3 separate regions of the Mus musculus genome follow, and all the other regions are linked to region 2. Evidence: chromatin contacts called from public Hi-C data. All regions are on one chromosome and are shown on one strand. The core of a region is the stretch at or near the end of the contact, and the rest is flanking DNA. Distances in the headings are between cores, read along the strand shown.

Region 1 (3,092 bases), core at 195-2,694, 750 kb before region 2:
GGGAAACATCCTCTGGTTCCTTAGAGAGCCACTAGCCACGAGAGAACAGGCATCCGTGCTAATGCCAGCGTGGCAGCCTCTACCCAGGAAGCATCCCCAGCCTTGACTGCTTGCTCTTTATCTCATCTGTCTCACACTGGCTATGCATCCTGGACCACCAGTTCCTCTGTCTGCTTGGAGATGCAATGATTCGAGTCTGAAGAGGGAGAGAGAAAGGAGAATCTGGCACAATGCATGAGGCCCTAGAGTGTAATGGGACTTAGCTCATATCCCACAGAAATATATTCAAATATGTTAGCCATTCTTTCCTTGCTGAAGGACCCGCCCCACTCCTCCATCTGCTGCCTTCACTTCACACAGGACCCTGAAACTGCTGGCAGAGGCTATACCTCACGTCAGCCCCATGGCTGGTGGTAGGAGTGTGTGTGTGTTTGTGTGTGTGTGTGTGTGTGTGTGTGTGTGTGTGTGTGTGTGTCTGAGTCTGTGTCTGTGTGTCTGTGTGTGTGTGTCTGTGTGTGTGTCTGTATGTGTGTCTGTGTCTGTGCAAAGAAATGCAAGCCATTTCCTTGGCAAGCCAAAGGGTGACAGCATCTCCAGCCCCCCACCCCCCACGCCAAAGGGTGATGAGTGGCAGGGAGCATGCTCAGTCATGACCTGGGAGACAGGAGTGTTCTGCCCAACAAACATTGCGCAGAGTCAGAGGCCAAGCCTGATGCCTGGGCTGAATCCCCTCTACCCACAGGATGGAAGGAAAGATGACTAGCTGTCCTTTGACCTCCACATGAGCACCGTGGCACGTGTGCATGGTCACTCTATAACACATGATTAATTAATTAACTGTAAAAGATACATAGCTGATCCTTTGGGGAAGCCTCAGGATTAGGGGCTAGGGGTACAGTAGATTGCAAGATCTGTCTGCATCTTTCACCTAGAGGATCATATTCCTGTAAGAAACGTTGGTTGTCTTGAATTTTAACCATTCCCCCTCCCTCCTTGTATGTCTCAGGATATATTTTCTGGTCCTAACTGCTGATGGTGGGGCCCGTAGCCCAGTAGCCACAGCACTTCCAGGAAAATGCTGCCTCGCGGCCTGGCAGGGCTGCCAGTAGAGCTCTTGTCCACCAGGGGCCGCTGTTGCACAGCACATGGTGTCCCACAGAGCCCCAGTGTGAATCACTTAGGTATCCAGACTGCCTTGCAGCTCCAAAGCTTCAAATTCAGGTTGGAACCGATTGGCAGGAAAGCTGCAGCTCCCAGCTGGCACTCTGGTCAGTACTGGCCCACCATGTCAGTGATATCCTAGTAAAAGCAGAGGGAAAGTACACGGGATGGGAATGGGGGTGGGGTGGGGGTTTGATTCCACCCTTTCAAGCCTTAATCCTCTCTGCTCCTACCCAGGAGACAGACTGAAGTTAGACTGTAAGGGAAAGGAATGAGTCACACTCTTCAGAGAAGACTGGGTCAAGGTTTTCCCCTTCTCTGCCATGCTCCAGTCAGAGCTGACTGTGGCTCTGAGACGCTGGGTTCAGTCCCAGCCTGTTCCCAGGGCAGCTGAATTCATTGTCAGTTACAGGGTGGAAGCAAGACTTGAGTCCCAGAGAGGAGAGGGCAGGATCTGGGGGGTCTGTTTTCAGAGTAGCCCGTCTCTTAATCAAGAGCTTCTCCTGAGAAAAGAAGGGTCTGTGGGTCAAATCATCCAGAGGCCCCTCTCCCCACACAGCCTCACGTAACTATCAGGACTGGATCTAGCAAAGTAAGTCGCTGGCTGCCTTGTGCTGGCTGCCTTGTGCTAGGGCCGCACACTGTGGCCACTACTGCTGCTTTTGAATCGTGGAGGGGAGAAGGGATCTAAGTGGACGAGAGAGGACAGAGAGGACAAGCACGGGGCTCCCACTTTGGCCCTGTGCTTCCTGTTGTCTACCTTTGTCAGTCTTACTTGAACTTTTGTAAATCGGAATGGAGGTAGCCACCACTCCCTGCCTCACTTGAATAACAACTGTGAGATTCAAAAGGGCAACAGGATGGGAGAAACTGCTTAATTTCTTTTAAATGTACTATTTCTGACTCATGACCACCGAGCAGAGCACAGTGGGGAGAGACTTCTAGTAAGCAGGCAATGGAGCCCTCCCCACCGCTACCACCACCGAGCCCACTTCCTCCTGCCCAGGGTCTTTGCCTAGACCTCCCTGTCTCTATTTTCCATGCACCCCAGAGCGTGAAAGGTGAGCTGGCGTGTGATGTAAGCCGCAGTTTCCCTTCCCACGTCCACCCACACCTCAGAGACTTTTTCCTTGGACTTGAAATTAAGCTCTTCTGCTCTCCCCTGATCATCCTTAATTTCTTTATCGATTTTCATTAAACTCTCCCTTTGGCTCCAGGACAAAGTAAACTAACTCCTTATTTCCCCACAAAAGGGGGGGGGGTGATTGGGTAGAAACAAAAGAATGTTCTTCGGGAAGTGAGACTTTCTCTTGTCTAAGGCTAAAGGGAAATTTCTAGAACTGTCTTGAGAGCTGGCTAAAGTTGGCTGAGCACTGGGCTTGGAAAGTTCCTAACCTCTTACAGTCGTAGACCTGTGCCTTTCTGTTCTGCAGGTACCCAGCTCCTCATCTGAACCATATGTTCAGTTAGCACTAGTCCTGATCCTTGGTCCCATTCTTTGAGCCAGCAGTACCTGGCCCTTACTTTAGTCACACCTGGAACTCTTCTGTGGCTGTTGCAAAATCCTTGGCCCCCAGTCTCTTTGGGGGACAATGCAGAGTCTCTCTTGACCACCATGTAAGACAAACAAGATAGACATAGGCAGCATATGTCCCATGCACAGATTCCAACTGGAGACTCAGCGTATTGCTACCCTCCACCAGGAGAGGTAACCATTTCATTGCACAGAAGATGCCAAAAGTCAGAGGGAAGTAACTATCTCCTTGGGACTCTTTCTTCCTCCACAAACCATGCAGTTCTTAACAATGCCAGTCTGTGGTGTCAGGAGAGCAGCTCTGATCTGTCAACCTTGGGAGTTGGGAGTGTCTGCTCTCACTCCATTCTGGGATCTGGGTCTCCCAAATGTGGTCCTGAGAACACTACCATCTCTC
Region 2 (3,279 bases), core at 677-3,176:
TCGAAGGACATGCTTGAACTCTTTCGTAGGTGTGTGTGTGTGTGTGTTAAAAAGTTAAATCTTTCCTCTGCATTGAAGTTTTGCTTGAATGAATGTCTTTGTGAAAGTCACATCTTAGAGTTACAGACACTTGTGAACTGCCATGTTGGTGCCAGGAATCGAACCTGGGTCCTCTGAAAAAGCAGCCAGTGCCCCTCTTCTAAGCCATCTCTCCAGGTTCCCCTCCCCTCCCCTCCCCTCCCCTCCCCTCCCTCCCTCCCTCCCTCCCTCCCTCCCTCCCTCCCTCCCTTCCTTCCATAATTTTATTTATTTAGAAAGAGACTGTTGATTAACTCAGACCCTTCACAGGGGCAGAGTGATATGCAGCCAGGCTGTCCTTGCTGTGTAACTTCTTTCTGTACTGTAATTCTTTTTATTTTTATTTTTTTTTATACTTTTGGTACAGTGTCTCACTATGTAGCACAAACTGGCCCCAAACTCGTGATTCTCCTGCCTCAGCACTACATGCTTACATTATAGGCATGTGCAGATAAACATGACTAATTCTTATTCTTAAAAATTTATTCAGGGTTTATGTATTATCTATTGAAATAAAAATACAAAAATTACTATGAATTTAAAACTTAAAATTTTTTGGTTATGTTTTCTGTGTGTTTGTGTGTGGAGAGAGACAGAGACAGAAAGAGAGAGGAAGGGGGCTGGTGAGATGGCTCAGTGGGTAAGAGCACCCGACTGCTCTTCCGAAGGTCCGAAGTTCAAATCCCAGCAACCACATGGTGGCTCACAACCACCCATAATGAGATCTGATGCCCTCTTCTGGAGTGTCTGAAGACAGCTACAGTGTACTTACATATAATAAATAAATAAATCTTTAAAAAAAAAAAAGAGAGAGAGGGAGAGAGAGAGAGAGGAAGAGAGAGAGAGAGAGAGAGAGAAAGATAGAGATAGGTTGAGGCAGCTCATGAGAGTTGATTCTTTCCTTCCACCCTGTGGTACCAGGGATTGAACTCAGGTCTTTAGATTTGGTGGCAAAAGCCTTTTCCCACAGAGCCATTTCTTTGGCTCTGATAGCTTTTATTATGTTACATGAAATAGGCCATTGACCTACTGTTGCCCATTGCCTGCTAACTATTATGTCAGCTCCAAAAGATAAGTAGGTGGCTGTACAGGAACAAATGGTTTGTAAATGTGATTAGTGGGTTCGTGTGTAGCTGTGTCGTTGGTAACAGAGTTCAGCTTGTCTCATCCCCAAATGGTTTATCTGTATGAACAGTGCTTGTGGCCATCATGGCCCCCTCCCTCCTGTGCAGTTTTCAAGCTGCACGCAGAATGTTTGTGTCATCTTGTCCACTCAGGTGTGAATAACCTGTCTAACAGGTTAGGATCATGGAGGGACGGGGAGGAGACAGGAAGGGACTAAAAGGAGCTTCATAAGGCAGGCCTGCTCAGGAGCTCACACCATGAACTTGTGATTTGCCCCCGAGTGATTTTTCTTCCATGGAGAATGGAGCTCTTTTTTTTGTTTTGACCAGAACATTACTGATAATTCCTTTTTAATTCAGACTGTTTGGGAGAGGGGCCAGTGCTGAGGGTTGATTTCAAGGCTCTGAGTGCTCCTTCACTCGGTGCTTGGCCGCCAAGCTACACCGCCAGCCCAGAGTTTGCTTTCCTTAAGGTGACCTGGCTTGCTGCAGTGTGCTAGATTTACCCCGGAATATTTCACCTGCTACTGCTGGGTGAGATTGAGGGGTCCGTGGGGAATTGTTACTTTTAATTTGGGAACAGAGGCGGGTGTTAGGTGACAGCCGGTATTAGGTGACATGGTGCTAAGAATGTTGTTTTTAGAAGGAAGCAGAAGCTTGGGAAGAGCCATGAGGAGGGGAAAGGAGAGCAGCAGAGGCTGGGTGGGCAGGAGGCTCCTCCTCCATCGGGCTGGCTCTGCACTTGGGGAAAGCCAGACTCCTACTTTCTGCTTCCTCTTAGGCCTGGAAGCTGATACTGCCTCAGGACTGTATGTCTTGTGTTCTGGACTATGGGGACAACCACAGCCTAGAAAAAAATTCCCTGGGGAAACAAGACTCCTCTAACTGACGTAGAAACACACTCTGCAGCAGAGCAGGCTCGTCATGCACTGGGCTGGGCTTCTTGGTGGTATAGTATAACTAGTCCGTTCACCCCCAGCCCCAGGTCGTGGTGGGGGCTGTGCACAGGAGCTGATGGTCTACAGAGTGACCTCGAGTCCCTTCACACCCTGCTGGCGTTAGGCGGTCTGGGACAATTAGTGTTTACCAGAGGTCTCAGTTTTTTAAATAAAATAAACTAAAGGGGTTCCGGACTTAGTGCCCTAGGGCGTTTATTATGACCATATCTGTAATTCATTCATTCATTCATTCATTAAAAATATAATTGCTTGAGGAATATCAATCACATGGGAACATTTGACAAAGGTTAGAGAGGGCGGTGTGAGAACAAAGGTTCTCTGTGCCCTGACAGCTGCTGCTACAGAGAGACTACTACAGGAGGCTGCTCTGCCCACAGCTGCCTGTGGCTGAGGTGCTGGTGTCTCCAGAGGAATTCCCACTGCATTTGTTTAGTGACTAGAGACTGCTGATGGCTAAGTGTCCTCACCAGCTCAGGGAAGTGGGTTCCTGGCTCCCCATCACTGATGGCTTTCCCCACCGCCGTATTTTGAGATTGTGGCTGTGTCCAAGATGGCAAGGCCCTTACTATGGGGAAGTAAGGTGTGTGAGCTGTGCTATGGAGTGTCAGGTCTAGAGCTGCCTGGCCCGGGGAGTTCATGGTGGGATTTTTTTAAACTGGAACAAAAATCTGTTTAATTTTATTGAAGTCCCAAAGATGGAGAATAAAGCTTGTGGTGCCCCATTCTCCTCATTCCAAGGACATCGCACGCTTAGGTCACACTCATCTCCAAGGAAGTGTTCAAAGTTCAGGGTTCTAATAAGAAAGCTTGCAGAGAGCTGCGATGTGTTCTAGGTGCCTTCTTTCCATTTCTAGGGAGTACACGAGAGACTTCTTCCGTGTGTGTGTGCATTTGTGTGTGTGCATGCGTGCACATGTGCATGTGCGTTTGTGTGTGTGTGTCTCCCAGTTCTCTCTTGAGGCCAAGAAGAGGGTGTCGGATCCCCTAGAGTACTGGTTCTCAACCTTCCTAATGCTGTGGCTGACCCCCAACCCTAAAATTATTTTTGTTGTTACCTCATAACTATAATTTTGTTACTTTTAATGAATCGTAATGTAAATACCAGTGTTTTCCTATAG
Region 3 (3,179 bases), core at 390-2,889, 650 kb before region 2:
CACTGTCTCTCGACCTCTCTGGAATAAGTCCTCCTACATGTGGGGGTCAGATGGGGAGGAGACTTACCGGGAGCCCTTAGTCTCTTGCTCCTCCTGTTCCAGCTTCCTGGCCTTCATCTGCTCATAGTCCTGCATCAGTGCAGCAAGCAAGAGATGTTTTTCCTGGTCGCCGAGGGTGCCCAGGTCTAGGCTGCTCTCCAAAGCGGACCTGTGGAGGTAGCAAAGCCAGTGCAGGTTCTGATTCCCTGCCTATCTCCTCCCCAAATAAGAAACCAAGCTTCCTAGCCCTTGCTTCTTCCCTAGGGGCGTAGCGGTCTGGTCATTAGGCCAGTTCCCACATGAGGGCGCTGAATTACCAATAACCAAGTAGGGCTACAGAGCCGCAGAGTTGACACACCCCAGGGGCAGCCGGAGGAGAGCCAGACTGCACTTCTGATTCAGGTTAATTTACCTGAAAGGGGCAGCCTGGAGGCTGCTGGCCAGGCACAGGACCCATATGCTGCTGAGAGCCAGAAAAGGAAAGAACTTCCAAAAGTCCATGATGTCTCTGTAAGAAGAGAAGAATGGTCCAATTGCTCAGGACTATAGACCCAGGTTCTATTTCTCCTACCACACTGCAGCTCTCAAAACGTGCAGTAGATGCAGTGTGGTGAGTGGCTTGATAGAGCAGAAACGAGTGGGGGAGAGTAGATGTGGTTTGCAGTTTCTGCTCGGTTTAAGAACAAGGAGGAGCTACCGGCACTCATTTGCCCCCAGCTTGCAGGAGAACACACGTGCCGCGCCCCTTTGGCTCTCATCTGTGAAGAAACCAAAAACCACCCAGAGATCCCTGCGCCTTGCTGTCCCGCTGCTAAGGATTTCTAACAGGTTGAAATTATTATAATCACCCTTTCTGAGAGGTTGCCCTGGGGAAGAAAGTTAACTTGGAACTAATCCCCCTCTCTCCATCTGCAGAGTTGGGAGATTTTTTTTTTTAAACTACCTCAGAACCGCAGATGAGGACTCCTCCTCCCCACAGCGAAGCGAGACCCACCTGCTTGCTGATAACCCCAGGAGGCTAAAGGCTGGAAACATCTGAGAGAAAAGATCAGTGCTCCCCAATCCCGAATCCAAGGAACTCTTTAACCTAAAACTGGTTAGGATGCGGCAAGACCACCTTCCCTCAAGGAGGGGGCACAGACGCGCCTAGATAGGGTCGCCCAGCTTCCAGTGCTGCTGAGTAGTCGTAGGGGTCCCACTTACTTTAGTTAAAAGAAAATGTCAAGACTGTACTTTCTGACAATGGCTGCAGGAAGGCGGAAATGTATGTGGAATGATAAGGAACCAGGACAGCAAAGGGATCCAAGTAGAGTGGGGTGTGGTGGCTTGCGCCTGTAATCCGCATCCTTAGGATGCTGAGAAAGGAGAACCTTAGCGTTTGAGACGAACCAACTTGAGCTATATAGTGGGTGCCAGGCCAACTTAGACTACAGTGTGAAATACTGCATTAAAAAGAGCAACCAAAAGGAAACAAACTAAAGGAGAGAGAGCTGTAGGCGTTGAGAAGTTAAGTTTCTCACCTGCTAGCCCGTGTTGGAACAGCGAGAGTGAAGTGTCCACTGCAGAAGAGCACACACACACGGCTGTAGGCGTCTTGTCCCCAGAGCCGTGGTCTCTTATTCTCGATCTTGAGGGTGTGGGGGGTCCGCAGTAGCTCTTCCACCAATCAGAGCTCTGACCGAGCTTCCATAACGTCATAGCTGGAGCTACTTACACTTCTGCAGGAGGGAGGCAGCAGTCCACTCCCTGTCTTTGAGGTCATTGCTGAGGAACCGGGTAGGAGTGGGAGTGGGGGTGGGGTAAGGATACAGAGAGGGTGAATTCGTCCAGAATGTGAGCAAACCTGAGTTTGACATCACGACCTCTTTAATACCTGAACTCCAGCCTACAACCTTTTGCTGCCCACTCCAATGGGGACCTGAACCTCGTAGCTGGACTCCCACGCAGGCTGAGTAGCACTCCCAGGTTCTAAAAGGACTTCAGTAGATACATCCACGATGATGACTGTCACAGGAAGAAGCGGGTCCTTGGATACATTAGGGTACTTCTGTCATACCTGTCCCAAATGGGCACTCTAGCAGTGCGTGCTTCCCATCACCTAATAAGGATAGAAACTAGAGAGTATTGTGGAGCAGCAGGCTAACAGACTGCACAGGGAACTGGGCTTTCTCCTCCTGTACCAGACCTTCCAAATCCTGCGCTATGGTTTTTACATCCCTCCCCCGCCCCCATTCAAATCCCCAGACCTCACACTGCTGTAGCAGTGTAGATTAAAGCACTTCCAAGCATCCCTGGCGGGTTTGCCTAGCAGGAGGCTGGCGCTCAGATGGCAGTTCCCTTCCCCTCCCCTGCATCTCCACCACCCCACTCTGCAGAGCTTGAGAGCTGAGCCAGGGTCCTGCACAGGCCACCTGAGCAACCCAGGGGTCAGCAGGGAACTTTCACACTCACTCAGCTGCTGGTTAAGCATCCATAGGTTCAGGCATCCGACAGCTGGCAGGTGACCTTTGGCATTAACACACCGTGTCACTGAGGAATACTCGGTTCACTTGCCTTCAGCAGAAGACTGTGTGCACGCACTAACCCAAATCAGTTGAGCTTTGGCCAAAAATAATCTCACATTTCTGCTTTCAGAATCAGGCATGAATTATGTGCACTGGGATAGGCACATCACCACTCTGGCCTAACCATGGGCATCACAAGTGCCCACCCAAGAAAAAGAACTGAGTATCTCCTGTTTTCCACGTCGCCCATTCTTCCAGGTGTGAGGAGAAGATACGCGGTGCTCAGCTACTAGAAAGTGAACTGACATCATTCCCAAGGCTTCAGGCTTTCCCTCTCCGCTGCTTGGTTGCAGCACAAGGACTCTCCAAGTGCCCAGCTTGCTGGGGGTTCCAGTAATGTGTGGAAAAGGCTATACCTGTGGCTTGGGAGATCCACACCTGGCCCTCAGTTTCTGAGAATCAGAAAGGAACTCAGTGTGTTTACTCAGGTCCTCTGAGTCACTTTTCTGATTCAGGTCCTAGTTGTTGGAGCAAGGGCAGATGATACCACCCTCCCTCAATTAAAAAAAAAACCCCAACTGGGAAACTCCCGCTGGCCTCCAGTCCTCAATGTGGTGAGGAGGATGGGAGGCAGTT

What was found. A called contact is a pair of places that touch in the nucleus more often than the background predicts.
Region 1: a contact with region 2 is called in a Hi-C map of embryonic stem cells, with 2.9 times the contacts expected there. The contact joins two enhancer-like sites. A contact is called at or near these places in 12 of 484 Hi-C or Micro-C datasets (the Ba/F3 cell line, the G1E-ER4 cell line, the N1E-115 cell line and 5 more) and 1 of 9 other capture datasets (embryonic stem cells).
Region 3: a Hi-C map of pro-B cells shows a contact between it and region 2, with 3 times the contacts expected there. The contact joins the promoter of Calcb here to the enhancer-like site in region 2. A contact is called at or near these places in 4 of 39 promoter capture datasets (the C10 cell line, the HPC-7 cell line, HPC-7-derived erythroid cells and 2 more), 1 of 15 datasets of contacts at CTCF or cohesin (large pre-B cells), 2 of 484 Hi-C or Micro-C datasets (muscle stem cells and pro-B cells) and 1 of 115 datasets of contacts at active chromatin or transcription factors (pancreatic cancer cells).

Annotation. Positions count from the first base shown.
Region 1 is chr7:114,815,768-114,818,859 of GRCm38.p6, reverse strand. The region is part of intron 7 of Insc (INSC spindle orientation adaptor protein); the gene reads right to left. Among named protein-coding and RNA genes, the nearest start is that of Gm24982, 15 kb to the left of the region's middle. Within about 2 kb of position 1,444, at least 46 of the 459 cell types and tissues checked have an H3K27ac peak or open chromatin away from gene starts, as enhancers often do. A contact at or near this core is called in embryonic stem cells, where this site is marked.
Region 2 is chr7:114,070,823-114,074,101 of GRCm38.p6, reverse strand. All of the region lies in intron 1 of Rras2 (related RAS viral (r-ras) oncogene 2), which reads left to right. Among named protein-coding and RNA genes, the nearest start is that of Gm51454, 36 kb to the right of the region's middle. Within about 2 kb of position 1,926, at least 119 of the 459 cell types and tissues checked have an H3K27ac peak or open chromatin away from gene starts, as enhancers often do. A contact at or near this core is called in embryonic stem cells, muscle stem cells, pro-B cells and 1 more, where this site is marked.
Region 3 is chr7:114,717,103-114,720,281 of GRCm38.p6, reverse strand. It overlaps Calcb (calcitonin-related polypeptide, beta), which reads right to left and starts at 1,639. Exons shown (of 5, transcript NM_054084.2): 1 at 1,560-1,639; 2 at 452-547; 3 at 68-208. The coding sequence starts at 540.